5 separate regions of the Mus musculus genome follow, and regions 1, 3, 4 and 5 are each linked to region 2. The links are chromatin contacts, called in public HiChIP or PLAC-seq and promoter capture Hi-C maps. All regions are on one chromosome and are shown on one strand. Each heading gives the region's core, a stretch centred on a gene start, on an enhancer-like site or on the middle of the called end of the contact. The rest is flanking DNA. Distances are from core to core; before and after follow the strand shown. Region 1 holds the start of Anp32a (acidic (leucine-rich) nuclear phosphoprotein 32 family, member A). Region 2 holds the start of 2300009A05Rik (RIKEN cDNA 2300009A05 gene). Region 3 holds the start of Kif23 (kinesin family member 23). Region 4 holds the start of Glce (glucuronyl C5-epimerase). Region 5 holds the start of Rplp1 (ribosomal protein, large, P1).

Evidence for each region. Promoter capture Hi-C pulls out the DNA fragments that hold promoters and counts their contacts. HiChIP or PLAC-seq counts read pairs in DNA pulled down with a chosen protein or histone mark.
Region 1: an HNF4G HiChIP or PLAC-seq map of pancreatic cancer cells shows a contact between it and region 2. The contact joins the promoter of Anp32a here to the promoter of 2300009A05Rik in region 2. A contact is called at or near these places in 2 of 39 promoter capture datasets (erythroid cells and pre-B cells), 1 of 115 datasets of contacts at active chromatin or transcription factors (pancreatic cancer cells) and 1 of 9 other capture datasets (liver).
Region 3: a contact with region 2 is called in a promoter capture Hi-C map of erythroid cells, with 33 times the contacts expected there. The contact joins the promoter of Kif23 here to the promoter of 2300009A05Rik in region 2.
Region 4: a promoter capture Hi-C map of erythroid cells shows a contact between it and region 2, with 17 times the contacts expected there. The contact joins the promoter of Glce here to the promoter of 2300009A05Rik in region 2. A contact is called at or near these places in 2 of 39 promoter capture datasets (erythroid cells and liver) and 1 of 484 Hi-C or Micro-C datasets (B cells).
Region 5: a contact with region 2 is called in a promoter capture Hi-C map of erythroid cells, with 24 times the contacts expected there. The contact joins the promoter of Rplp1 here to the promoter of 2300009A05Rik in region 2.

The regions. Positions count from the first base shown.
Region 1 is chr9:62,339,918-62,342,617 of GRCm38.p6, forward strand. It overlaps Anp32a (acidic (leucine-rich) nuclear phosphoprotein 32 family, member A), which reads left to right and starts at 1,426. Exons shown (of 7, transcript NM_009672.3): 1 at 1,426-1,637. The coding sequence starts at 1,584. Gm20346 (predicted gene, 20346) reads right to left here. Exons shown (of 2, transcript NM_001378702.1): 2 at 1,585-2,071. The coding sequence ends at 2,007.
Region 2 is chr9:63,397,959-63,400,658 of GRCm38.p6, forward strand. 2300009A05Rik (RIKEN cDNA 2300009A05 gene) reads right to left here and starts at 1,286. Exons shown (of 2, transcript NM_027090.1): 1 at 918-1,286. The coding sequence starts at 1,263. Gm16759 (a long non-coding RNA gene) reads left to right here and starts at 1,359. Exons shown (of 5, transcript XR_003948339.1): 1 at 1,359-1,494.
Region 3 is chr9:61,945,475-61,948,174 of GRCm38.p6, forward strand. It overlaps Kif23 (kinesin family member 23), which reads right to left and starts at 1,325. Exons shown (of 23, transcript NM_024245.4): 1 at 1,138-1,325. The coding sequence starts at 1,148.
Region 4 is chr9:62,121,165-62,123,864 of GRCm38.p6, forward strand. It overlaps Glce (glucuronyl C5-epimerase), which reads right to left and starts at 1,445. Exons shown (of 5, transcript NM_033320.5): 1 at 1,321-1,445. Mir5133 (microRNA 5133) reads right to left here and starts at 1,430; the gene lies at 1,354-1,430.
Region 5 is chr9:61,913,246-61,915,945 of GRCm38.p6, forward strand. Rplp1 (ribosomal protein, large, P1) reads right to left here and starts at 1,265. Exons shown (of 3, transcript NM_018853.3): 1 at 1,112-1,265; 2 at 643-717; 3 at 38-276. The coding sequence starts at 1,183. The coding sequence ends at 79.

The DNA of each region.
Region 1 (2,700 bases), core at 176-2,675, 1.1 Mb before region 2:
TTAAAAACCTTATCCAGAAACATGAGCTGATACATTGGCAAAGAGATAATTTGGAGTTCTTTGTGTTTTTAAAAGGAAACAATACAATTGAAACATTCCAGATATACAGCCTTTGTAAAAATTAACAAAAATCTAAGGATAAGAAATGTCAAATGAACAACGTAAAGAAATTACATATTTACCCAGACGAAATGGTTTTATTTTGTACTTCCAGCTACTTAGAATAAACATTTATCAGCTTTCAAATCCATTTGTTTGATCTAAAAGAACTAACTAAATAAAATACTTAGTTCTAATGTCTCAAAAAAAGAATTACTTTGGGGGTGTTTGCAGAAGCGTGTAGATGAAGACACATAGGAAAAGACACTATGATAAAGTTGTGTGAATAAAATTAAACATGTATCCCGTAATTTGTTCACAGCCGGACATCCACATAGTACCATGAGGTCCGAGGGCTGCCCATAGGAAGCTGGTAACCCAATGGGAACCAGGGCTGTAAAGGTTTCTTAAAAAACGTAACGTGGTCGAACAAAAACAAAACCCAAAGCAACTGTAAGACCTGGCGTAAGTGCCCCCAGTTAGCGACTCTTTGGCAATGCAGATCCAACCAAACGATTAGAATGAAACGTGCAACGCTCTCTCTCAAAAAATCCTATAAAGCCCGTCAATTATGTTCGGCTCTGAGAATCGGCAGTTCCCAGCACCTTCCTTTTCCACTTTTTAATATTTTATACAGTTCTCCATCTGCGGCCTTTCCATTCATTAATTGCCCTATACAAGATCCCCCCGATGACTCTCGGGGAATTGCTTCTTTTAAGACAGGGCATCAGATTGCCAAGCCTCTGGGGTCGAGATCGCGCCCTCGCTCCTTTGGATGTGGGAGCGTCATGCACTTAAGACTTGATTATTTAATTGCGGAGATGGGAGCAGACCGGTCGGAGGGGTTGTGCCAAGTGGGCATCCCGGGGTGTGTGTGTGTGTGGTGGGATTTGTCCTTCGTGCGCTCCAAAAATGCGCGCCCTCCTTGGGCCTGCCTTGTGCCCGCGCGCCCCAGGCCTCGTCCGCCCGCCCAGCACCCAGAGGATGCCCCCGCAAGGACCCCGCCCCTCCCGTGTCCACGCACCTGCGGCCCCGCCCCCGGCCACGAACCTTCAGGTCCACGCACCTGCCCTGCCTTCCCTCCCGCCCCCAGCGCGCAACCACCAAGGTGCAGCCGCGCTCCTCTTCGGCGGCCCCGGTATCTAAAGGGGTCCGTCTCCGGCACCACAGCCAAATGGCTGAGCCTCCCTGGCCCGCTGCGCAGGATGCCCATTGGACCCTGCCCCCCGCCGCCACCACCACTATTGGCTGGCGTCCGAAGCCTCGCCATTTGATTGGCTCTTGTTGCCGCCGCTCCACGCAAGGAGCCGCAGGTCCCGCCTCTACGGCGATCAGGTTAGTGTGCGCCGCGGGTGCTGGGGGCTCGAGAACCGAGCGGAGCTGGTTGAGCCTTCAAAGTCCTAAAACGCGCGGCCGTGGGTTCGGGGTTTATTGATTGAATTCCGCTGGCGCAGGATCCTCTGCAGAAAGAGAGAGCGCGAGAGATGGAGATGGACAAACGGATTTATTTAGAGCTGCGGAACAGGACGCCCTCTGATGTGAGCATTTGCCAAAAATATCTCTGTCGGTCCATTCTCCTACTTTGTGTTATGTGTGCGTGTGTGTTTTGGGGGGAAGGCACTTTTTTATGGAGGGGGGCTCCGGGGAAGGTGTGGGGTTTGGGGTCTGACTGCAAATGAATTGCAAGGTTGGATGGCGGGGGTGGGGGGGGTTGCAATGCCACCGGAGCATGTTTCGTCCGCCGTCGCTGCTGCCCTTGGTGTGTGACTGACTACCTGTGCGTGTGCTCCCGCGTGTGCGGGTATGGGTGCGAGGGTGTGCGTGCGAGTGTGCACCCAGCGGGGGGCCGGCGGGGCGCACGCGTTCGGGTCGGAGGGAAGGCGGCAATTTCACCCTCGTCCGAGCTCTCAGCTCCCACGACTTGCATCTGGATGGAAAAGATGATCGAGGGGAGGAGAAGATGGGCTGCCTCCTGGATTAAACAACAAAAAGGGGTTGTTATATTTTAGAAGCGTAACCCCCTTTCCGCCCCCTCCCGCGCCTGCCCCCTCCCTTTGCAGTCTCTTTCGCTCGCTCGCACACAATAAGTTTTGGGCTTCGCGAGTCCGGTATAGTTTCTGATCAATGTAGCCCGAGGACCCCGGGGAGAGCGCGTGGGGACCCGACTGCTGCGGAGTTGGGAGATGGCTCGAGTTTAAAGCGCGTCTTCGTTTCTCTGCGGGGATGAGGCGAGAGGTGGGGAGCCATATTTGTAACTTTGTCGTGTTCGTGAACGCGCCCTTTCTCTCCCTCCCTCCCTTTCTCTGTCTGCCTTCCTTCTCCTTTCTCTCTCACTCTTTCCACCCCACCTTTGGGCCAGATGCTGTCTTTTCTCCCTTCTTCCTCGCGGAAAGGGAGGGGGGGTACCTTAGGTTAAGGGGGAGGGATTGTGAAGTGTGCAAATGCTCAGATAATCCTCGCGCCTCCCCAACCACGAGCGTCGCTAATGTAAGTTGCCCGGAGGCTGCGTCCCGTTCTGGCCCCCGGCTCCCTCCCCAGATGCCAGCCTTGGCACCCTGACGCCTCATCGGCAGCAGACACCCCACCTTCCCGGTCCTTGCT
Region 2 (2,700 bases), core at 36-2,535:
TGCTATTTGAGTTATTATAAGCAGAAATGCCCATGCTTTATTAAATTGAATGAACTACCAGACTATATGTAACACTAGTACGGCTACACAGAGTTTAGTGTTAATTTTGGATTGAAAAAAAAAAAAAAACTATTTGGAGGGGGAGGGTGAAGGGGATAGGGGATTTTCGGAGGGGAAACTAGGAAAGGGGATAACATTTGAAATGTAAATAAAGAAAATAATCTAATAAAAAAGTTAATAAATCCCTAGACAGCAATATTTAAAAAAAAACTATTTGGATTATACTGGTTCTGCTTCCTTGTATAGAGTTTGAGTGACTGACATCTAAGTTAATATTTTTTTTAGCAGCTATTAATAGGTCCGAAACATCTTGAGGACTTGAATTTTTCCCTAATCTATAAAATGCTGTCACATCTACAATCCGTGATATTGACTCTTCTGCCATTAGACCACAGAACACACACATCTAGCAGGAGGACCGTCAGAATTAGATTATCTTCAGGAATATAGATACTAAAGGATCTTAAAAGACAGCATCTTTTAAGTCTAGCACCTGAGAAAATATGATGTCTGGAGAGAACCTACTGCTTTTAGCAAAACACAATTGCTGAGATTTCACAGAAAGACAAAGAAACTTTAAAAGTCCGTCCAGTTTTTTGTCCTCCAAAGGCTCTTGGTGATGAGCGCGGGAATGACTCTTGCTAAGCAACTTCGGAGCCACTGTCGGGACTCACTCCTCGCTGCCCTGGGCAGGGTTCTCCCGGGTGGACAGTGGCAGGGCACGACCTCAGGGGTGCTGCAAGCAGCCCACCGGGGATGCGAAGGGCCGGCCCTGGAGAGCGAGCAGCGTGCTTGTGGGCCAGCGGCCGCCCTGGGATGGAGGAGTGCCTGGGTCAGACGAGGGCGCCGCCACTCACCCAGGTTGATGACCTTGAGCGCGGTGAAGAAGCGGTCCTGCGGGGCCAGGTCCTGCCAGGGCGCCTTGGAGCAGTGGTACTTGATGAAGGGGAAGCAGCCGGTGCGCAGGACGTGGTAGTTGGCGCCCAGCACCGGCCAATTGAAGTGCGACAGGCCGAACTGGTCGTTGTGGACCGCACTGTAGGGCACGCAGAAGGAAGTCCAGTGCGGCAGCCGCCGCTGCAGCAGGTGCTGCGTCAGCACCTCCGAGGCGCGGGGCTTCGGGCGGGAGGCGGCGCCCGAGGCCCAGGGCCGGCACAGCAGCAGCCGCAGCGTAGCCTCGTGGGCCCTCCGCAGGGCCTCCATGGCCGGGGCACGCCGGGGAGCCGGCCCTGGGCCCCTGGGGCCGGGCCTCTGGGGGCGGGGTCAGGCGAGTGTGCGCATGCGTGTTCCCCTCACCACCCTAGGCCAGGGCGGGGGACACCCAGCGGGCAGCGCGCGGGTGAGAGCGCCTTGAGGTGCGGCGCGTGCGCACAGGACGGGACGGGAGGGCGGAGCGACTGCGCAGATCAGGAAAATTGTCACCTCTGGCCTCAGGTAACCTCGGAGCAGGGAGACAATGTTAAAACAATCCTCCACAGCGACAAACCCGGTCTGGCTGTCAGGCGCTGGGCTCCAGGGAAATCCTCAGGGATGCTGAGGTGCTTGAGGTGTGCACAGGAAAGTGAGCTGACACCAAGGCCTGGCCTTTGCCCGGGCTGGACGCTTGGTGACCTCAGACTGCACGTATGTGCAGATGTCCTCACAGTCGTGTTCACTGTCCAGACTGAATCCTACCTAGATAGTGCAAGATAGGGTCCCAAGCCAGATGTGGCGCTTGCCTGGAATCACAGCCCTGAAAAGGCTGAGATGTGAGGATGGGGAGGTGGAGGCCAGCCTGGGCTACATAGAAGAGCAAGTCTCAACTGCCTCCCTGTCCCCGCACCACCACCCCCAAAACCCGAAAAGCAGTCCTATGTTTTCTCATTTAGTGCCCTAAAGCTCAGAAAAACTTCCCTCCTGAGAACACAGTAAATACTAGGACCGGAATTGGCAGTCACCAACCTTTAACAATCTCAGTTACCCATGAAAGTGTAAGGGAAGCATTTCTCAGACTTTCTGCTAGCATACAACCTCATGTCTAAAGTATCATTACTCTTATATGTCCTCAATTTTTGTGGGGAGAATGAGTAAATAGGATGAGGTTTCTGGAAAGTACCATATGCAAATGAAGTAATTCTCTGTGTTGGAACTATATAACAATTATTTGCTGAAAATTCAAGAAGGATGTAGAATAGTGTGATGTTTAAAGAAGATTTGTTTATTTTGTGTATACAAGTGCTCCATTTTCATGCACACCAGAAGAGGAAATCAGATCCCATTACAGATGGTTGTGAGTCACCATGTGGTAGCTGGGAATTGAACTCAGGTCCTCTGGAAGGGCAGCCAATGCTCTTAACCACTGAGCCATCTCTCCAGCAACATTTTTGTTTTTATAGTCACCAGTTTTGGGTTAGTCAACATTGAGTTCATTCCACAAATATGTTAAATATTTAGGGGGGTTTTGCAGTCATGCAAATAGTTTGAACTTTATAAGATTCTCTATTAGATATCGATTTTTAAAGAAAGATTAGGTGAAGTCATGATATATTTGATATGCAGAATAGCTAGGAGGACTATTGAAGGGAGGTAGGGAGCTGCAGCAGAACTGTCATTTTCAAAGTAAAGTTTTAAAAGCAATGGAGCCCTTTTTCAGACAAAATC
Region 3 (2,700 bases), core at 75-2,574, 1.5 Mb before region 2:
CAAATTCTAACAATGAACTTCCTAAGGCTTAAAAAAATCATTTCCCAGCAATCTCAAATACCGCACAGCAAATAACATGTATATAAACAATAAACTGTACTCGAGAAATGTGGTATATGTAATTTAACTCATTAAAATTTCAATTGGGAAAATACACTTTTGATACCATTAGTACTCAGTGGAACTTTTGTTTGTATTTTTTTTAAGTGTTGGAGTGCAAATTCAGAGATTTGCTCATGCTATGTAGGAAGATTAGATTATTCACAATGCTGAAATGTCTTGCTATTTTAAGTAAACAATATAAAAAATTATTTTATTTCAACATTCTCTATCATTTAACTTTTTTTTCCTTTCTCGTTTATAGGCTACAAGAATATTTAACACAAATTAAACCAAAAGACTCGTTTAGACTGTAGATTATTAAAGTACTTTTCTCAATAGAGTCACACGTAAACTAGAAGCAAACCAGAGTCCAGCGATATACTAGGGTAGGTATCCTTAAGTAAATATAAAGACTGACGTTTCCTCATTTTAAAAAGTTCCGTTTTTTTTTTTTTTCGTGTGTGTGCGTGTGAAAGTAACGATTTCTAAAGCCAGCCCTCCTTCGCAGTAAAAGTGTAACCAGGATGTGGCTCTCCTGAAGAGTCTAGGAATACTGAGGAATGTGGGCGTGGGAGATAGAGTAGGCGTGTGGGATGGCCTGGGGACAAAGATAGCGCAAGGTGGCGGAGCTGCAGAAGGACCCTGACCTCAAGGCTAGAACTAGGGAAGGGATGCCGACGGAGCTGTGGAGGCTCAACTCCCCCAAAGTGCCAGCGCGCACCCCGGCTGCGCGCCGCCCGGGGTCCCCAGACCTGCCACCTGCGCAGCGGGCGGGGAGGAAGGAAGCTGGGGAGGGATGGGCAGCCCAAAGGATGGCAACCCGAGGAGGTGGTGGCAGACAGCCCCGGATTCGGAGGCAGCCTTCGCGGGCTCAGAGGACTGGGAGGGCGCCGGCACACCAGGGTCGCCAGCCACCAGAACTCTGCAGTGCGGAGCTTCGGCCTACACTGTACTACGGACTCAGCTCCCGGGCAGTCCCCAGTCTCAGCGTGAGGAGGGCGGCGACCCCCACGCAGTCCTCCCACCAGTACTCACGCTGACTTCATGACCGCAGGCTCCGTGCTATCCTGACGCGCGCGCGGGACGTCGGGCTCCGACAGGAGCAAGGCTGGCGGGAACTAAGCCGAGCAAACCACGGCCGCGGGGACCAGGACTCAATCTGAGGAGAGCCCGGCGGCGACGCTGCAAGCCCAAGTGTGCGCCCGCCCGGCGCATTTCAAACAGGCCAATCAGCGGCCGCCTGCGGCGAAGGGGCGGGGCCTCGGGGAGCGCTGGCACGGCCAGCAGGGGCGCTCGTCTCCTTGGCAACCCAAGGGCGCCAGCCGGAGGCTGAGGAGGGCAGCGCTGGAGAAAAACCTGAGAGGGGAAATCCCGGCCCTTCCGCCCTTCCGTTCTGACGCAGAAGCTGAGATCTCCCAGTCTTTGTCCTGAGAACCTCTAAGGAAGTAAAGCCTTGGTCGGGCATGTTCTAATTTCAGGCTGGCCGCTGGCTACCACATCATCTTATTCATTTTATTGTATTTATATTTTATTTTTACCTTTACTTTTAGTTCTACGTTTACATTTTATCTTACTTTTGATATTTATTTTGAGACGAGAGTATCTTGTATCCCAGGCTGGCCTCACACTTACAGTGAGGACCCCAGAATGATCTTGAAGACTATACCAACTTGGCAGACAACCTGTTGTAAGTTCCTTTCTCTGGATTCTCCAGTTCTCTCTCTCTCTCTCTCTCTCTCTCTCTCTCTCTCTCTGTGTGTGTGTGTGTGTGTGTGTGTGTGTGTGTGTGTGTGTGTGTTTCATGGTGCTAGTGATCAAACCTAGAGCCTCACAATGTTAGGCAAAGGTGATACCACTAAGCCACACATCCTTAACCTTCAAATTCTTGATTTTGATGTTTCCTGGATATACAGAGATGCATAAAATCTACCCACTGCCCTTGTGCAACCACCGTTTACCCTTTGCCTTCTACAAGTTGATTCTTTCTCATTTAATCCCAGCCCCCATGCTGACGATTCCCCAGGGATGTAGCCACACCTGCGTTCTGTGACTCAAGCTCCACTTAGAACTTCCTTTAGGGCCAGCACTGATAAGGATAGCCAGTTTAATATCCATAGTTAATGTCCATATTACTGGACATTAGTCTTTCCAATATTTACTGTTGCAAACTGCTTCGATGAATAAACCTGAAAATGCATCCATGGATAAATTTCCAGAAGCAGATAGAAAGCTACCAGGCTTTGCCACCATCACTTTCCAAAACCGATCCATTTGACTGCACTCTCACCTATAAGTCACAGGTCTGGGAGAGCCCTAGGGTGGGTCATCGCCCTTTGCTTGAGACCCTCAGTGGGGCCCTGAGGCTAGTCTTCCTGTTCAGTTGCGTCACCTCTCACCTGTCCCAAGCCCAACGCTCATGCGTGGAACGTTTCTGCCCCCACACTCGAGTCTCTCTGCTGTCTCTCAGCCTTCCTTTCCTCGGAGAATGCCTCACCTTCTCTGGATCCCAGAGCCCCTGCCGCCCCTCACTGCACCGTTGATTTCAGCATCACCCCACGCGGTGCCCGGCCCCTGTTTACGGAGTCCTCTCCCAGCGTA
Region 4 (2,700 bases), core at 195-2,694, 1.3 Mb before region 2:
CACAGGCAGATACCTATAAGTCATTTTAAGTTCCACCTAAGTCTGGCAGAGTCTTCAAGAACTCTGTAAGATTCAAACCACGGTAAAAACTGATGTACCAGAATTCTCTAAAGAAGCTCAATAGGGCATCATTAACAGGTTGCCAATGACGCTTTTGTAGAAATCTGGACTTGAGACATACATACATAATATGCTACACTTTTGTTTTTAATTACCCCTCTTCCACAAAACCTTTAGAAAGGATGCTTCTTGGCACTACCTAACACCCAGGCAAATTCAGGACAGATTTAACCATGCAAGACCATCAAACACTACCTAAAACAGAAAGCCCAAATCGCACAGCCGCCCTACCCTCAGATCTAAACCCTCACTCAACAGTCAGGTATTCCAGACAACATGCTCAAGTCTGGTATCGCTCCTCTCCTCTCCTCCGGAGATCAGAGCTCCGGCGACACCAGCGCGTCCCCAAAGGTATCCTGGGGCAAAGAAAAGAAAACTGCAGAACAAGCCCACTGTGTCTCCAACTAGGCAACTGCCCCGATCAAGCGTCCAACGAAGAAGCACTGAGTTAAATCTCATCGAGAAAGAGAGAGAGACCAGATCGAGACCGTCAGATACCGAAAGCCACAAGCAGTGCCATGGGGTGGCTCCTGAAACCGGGTCTGGCACCCCTGGAGACCCAGAGACCGCTGAGCCGCGCCCACACGGCAAAATCACCCTCCTTGTCGCCCCGAAAAAGAATGGGGACCATCACGCACAGTTACCGCCCCCCTCTGGGCGAAGCAGAAACCCCAATACAAATGTTGGTCTCCCCATGCACGCTTCCCGCCCCCACCCACACCCACCCAGTCCGTTCCTTCCCGGGAGGGACACGGGCATCGTCTTATCACCCCATGGCGACCTTAAACAAACCCAAGTCTCTGGAACCCTGACATCCTCCTGCTTTACCCCAGGAATGCCAAGCGGACCCCTCTCCGCTCATAGGTCTCCCCGTGCCCTCCGGACAAGGCTAAACTGTATCCCAAGCCCCTCAACTGCACGGGATCGCCAGAAATGGTCTCCAAGTCCCAGAACCGCGCTATGCCAGCACCCGGGCTCTCAGGCAGGACACAGGACGCGCTCCCGCGACCCTAGAGACCCGGGACCGCCTGGGCAGCCACCCACCCCCACTCCAAAGCCAAAGAAGCCCCGAGACCCCAGCCCCCGCCGCGTCACCCAAGATCCCCGCACTCGGAACGCCGCGCATCCCCGGGAGCCGCCCCCGTCGCGAGCCCACTTGCCACGGCCGCCCCTCAGCCACGACACGACGAGCTCCCTCACCTGAGGCGCGTCGGCGGACGAGCGGCCCCCAGAGCCCTGAGGAAAACTGAAGCGAGCGGCAGAGACACGGCGGCCCAGGCCTGCGCTGCCGCAGCTCCAGCCTCTCGGCGAGGAAGCGCTCGTGTGAGGAGAGCCCGCCCGCTCGGCGCGCTACTGGGGAGCCGAGCCGCCGCCGTGCCCGCGGCTCTTCCCGCGAGATCCCAGCCACGGTAAGGGGCGAGGCCATGCCGGGGAGGAGAGGGCGGGACGGAGGCTCTTCGAATGGCAGCTCCGTCAGCCTGTTAGATTCGGTGTAGAAGGCGGGGTCACCAAGAGGAGGGGCCATATTAAGGGGAGGAGCTATGATGAGGGGGCGGAGAGTCCTCGAATGACAGTTCCAAAAAACCAATCAACGGTGGCAGCGCAGAAGGCGGGACTCGCATTCTCCTGTGACCAATTGCAAAAGAGTAGAGCTAATTCTCCCCGCCTATCATCAATAAATTGCGGGCGAAGGTGTTGCTGACCCGATGTCAGTTTGCTACCTGGGCAGTTGCAGAGGTACTTTAGATGACGTGGTTTGGGCAAAGTTTGGTCCTCTTCGGCCGCCGTAGAGACACTTAGCGGAGAAGCTGAACTAAATAGTGCTTAAACCGAAGAGCTGTCCGTGCGTTTTCACTGCTCTCTGAAGTGAACAGGGAGGTCCCATCTGCCAGCCTGAAGACTTACAGCCTCACTTTACTCACTTCGGTCTCCTCCTTTAGTGTAGCTTTCTCCCATTTCGGACTCTCTTCCGTTTTTATTTCAAACGGCGATGATATCGTCACGGGTGCTTTAAGCTCCAACCCAGTTTATCTGGTCCAACAAAGGACCTTTCTAATTCATTTGTGCGTTCTACTTAAAGTCTTCCACAAAGATGAAGAACGAAATCTCAAACGAGTGCTAACCTAACAAACCCGAGAACTTGTATCTTTACAGACCATAGGGCCCAGTAATGTTTAGCACAGGTAGGGTATAGAGCATTCAATAAATCTAAAAGGAAGGAATGGAAACTGTGGTGCTTATCTGTACTGGCTTCAGAAACTGGGCTTTCCTAGCCTTTCCCATTCCCCCCTCACATTTAAGTCCCTTCACTCATTATTATGCCTGCCCTGTAGCTTTCCTTCATCTTCCCCTAGTCTCCCTTGCCCAACACAAAAAGTAGCCTTACTCTTTCTCAAGGTTAACTCCTGCCCTTGTGCACTGGACCTCAGCCAGGCCCAGACTCAGTCAGCTCCCCCACCCCCACCCCCACCCCCATTATCAATTTTTTAGCCCCTTTATCCCCAGAACACACTCATTATCCCCTGTTATTTGAACAGAACACAACTACCCTGCCGGTTCTATCCACTCGAGCTGCCCTGT
Region 5 (2,700 bases), core at 15-2,514, 1.5 Mb before region 2:
CAAGAGCTTTGTGGCTTACAAGTGAGACCAGTCCACCTACAGGTTCAGCTCTTTATTAGCCAACTTAACAAAAGCAGTTTAGTCAAAAAGACCGAAGCCCATGTCATCTTCAGACTCCTCGGACTCTTCCTTCTTTGCCTCCACTTTCTTCTCCTCAGCTGGGGCGGCGGCAGTGGATGGAGCAGCACCACCAGCAGGCGCAGCTCCAGCTGCTGGAGCGGGCCCACCAGCCCCTACATTGCAGATGAGGCTCCCAATGTTGACATTGGCCAGAGCCTACAACAGAGACATAGAAAAGGCTTTTAGTTTTGTGCTGCAAGATTTAATGATTCAATTAAGCTCTTTTCACCCATGAGACCAAAGCAATGTTCAGGACTACAGGGAATCAATATACAACTGCCACCAGTTGATTGACCCCACTTGCCAGAAATAAAGCTGTTTGTATAAATAGAATGTAGCTATCCACTTTGCATGAATCTCACTGCTTCAAATGCCCAAACTTAAGAGGCAACAAAACTCATTCTCAAGCCATGGACCGTGAAGGCCTGACATAAAAGCCACATCAATAAGTACAAACTAAGATACAAAAATCAAGGCTGGTGGTGGAAATCGTACATTACCAAGTGTAACCCCAAAACTTACCTTGGCAAACAAGCCAGGCCAGAAAGGTTCGACGCTGACACCAGCTGCTTTAATGAGGGCATTGATCTTATCCTCCTGGAACACAAACGCCAACCCGTCAGAACGATCAGAATGCGGCTAAAACTCAGTCACTTATACAGAGTTAAGTTTCGTACTTGGGCTAAAGTCAACCTTAAAAAAGACAAGGCCAGGTTTGAAGGCTCAGCGGGCTGTGGGATTGTCCCGCAGGCCTGACGACCTGAGTTCGAGGCCTAAAACTTAGATAAAAACAGCCCACTCTAAACAGTAGGCCTAACATGCGCGCTCGGGACCGCCATTCACCTGTCTCGGGTTGGGCCGCGCGGGGAGGACAGAGCGCATACGCCTCACAGGCCTCCAAGTCACCGAATGCCTGAGAATGCGAAGTCCGGGCGGAGCCGGGTGTCCGCCGCACAAACACGTGGCCGGCCCGGGGTTATCCCGCACTTACCGTGACCGTCACCTCGTCGTCGTGCAGGATGAGGGCGGAGTAGATGCAAGCGAGCTCGGAGACGGAAGCCATGCTGTAGACTGCCGGCACGGTGCTAGTCGCCGGATGAAGTGAGGGCCTCACCCCAACGCGGCCTTAGCTTCCTCGGAAGGACCGAGCACCTTGGCGGCAGCTGAGGAAAAGATCATATACGCCTGCGCGCAGCTTCTTATGGGACCGCGCCGACCAATCGATGCCCGACTCGAGACGGAAGGGGCAGGGCCAAAACCGAGAGGAGGCGCGTCTGCAGAACGCAGTTCCGGATTTGCGCGTTCGACTTCCGGTGCGATTGGCCTTTGGGGCTTGCGAATATTACAAGTGCTCAACAGTAGAGATTAACAGGCTAAAGGGAGAGAGCTATCGGGGGAGACGTACTGCTTAAACTGACAGGCGCGTTCCCACGGCTTGGGTACACTGAAAAGTCGCTCTCCGCCTCAAGCCTTGCGGATCACGTGGTGGACTTCCCAACCCACCCTCACCCCGGGCGTGCGCGCCGTAGTAACTGTGTCTGTGATGAGGTTGATAAATACCACCCGGGACCCGGAGTTGCATATCAAATGCAATATATCGTGGTTAATGTTTAATTCATTACATTGAAAAAGCACAGAGGGGCGGAAGTTAAGCCATCTTGCAGCTCTCAGGTTTGGCTCCCGCACCCCGAAAAGTGCCAGGAAATCCAGTAACAGGGGCTCTGATCCTGACAGAGGTCAGCAGACACGCTCAAGTACACATAAAAGTAAACACTCTTTAAAGTGTCACGCGAGGTATGGTGAGGAAAAAACCCACAGAAGTAGGAGACCACGTGATAAAATTCGGCAACTAATTATATAGAACCCCTAGAAAACCAGGAGAGTAACTTTGATGCGCAGACATCAAAAGCAAGTATCAATAAACAAACGTTTTCCTTTGCCTCTCTTTTAGTGCATGGTACTTTGTCACAGCAATAGAAACCCCAAGTGCTCATATACACAATTAAATAAAAACACCCCTCAGGTTAGGGTACAGCTCGTGTGTGGTCAGCTTGTGTAGAGGTGACCTTGGTGCTAGAAACTTGCAACTAGAATGTAGTGCATACTAGATTAAGTGGTTTCTTTAAAGTTAATAAAATTCTAATCTCAGGACCACAAAGAAGCTATGAAACAGCAAAAGGAACCTAAGTAGAGCAATATAGTTTTCACAGATAAGAGCCTAAAACGGAGAATTTTCTCCAAGTAATATAGTTCCAATCAAAATTCTGTTCATGATCTCAGTGGAATTTGACATGGCCTTCAGTCTAAACACACACACACACACACACCCTGACAGGGTGTCATGTACCTCAGCTGGCCTTGAACTTGCTATGTGGTTGAAGATTACCTGGAATGTTGGATCTTCCTCCCCTGCCTGGGATTGATTTTAAGTATCCAGGTCATGCTGGGCTAGGGATTAACTCCAGGGCGGGTACACACTAAGCACTCCAGCCACTCAGCTACATCTCAGACCCCCTTAAGCTTACTTTGAGACATGCTCTTTTTTTTTTTTTTTTTTTTTTTTTCTTTCCGAGACAGGGT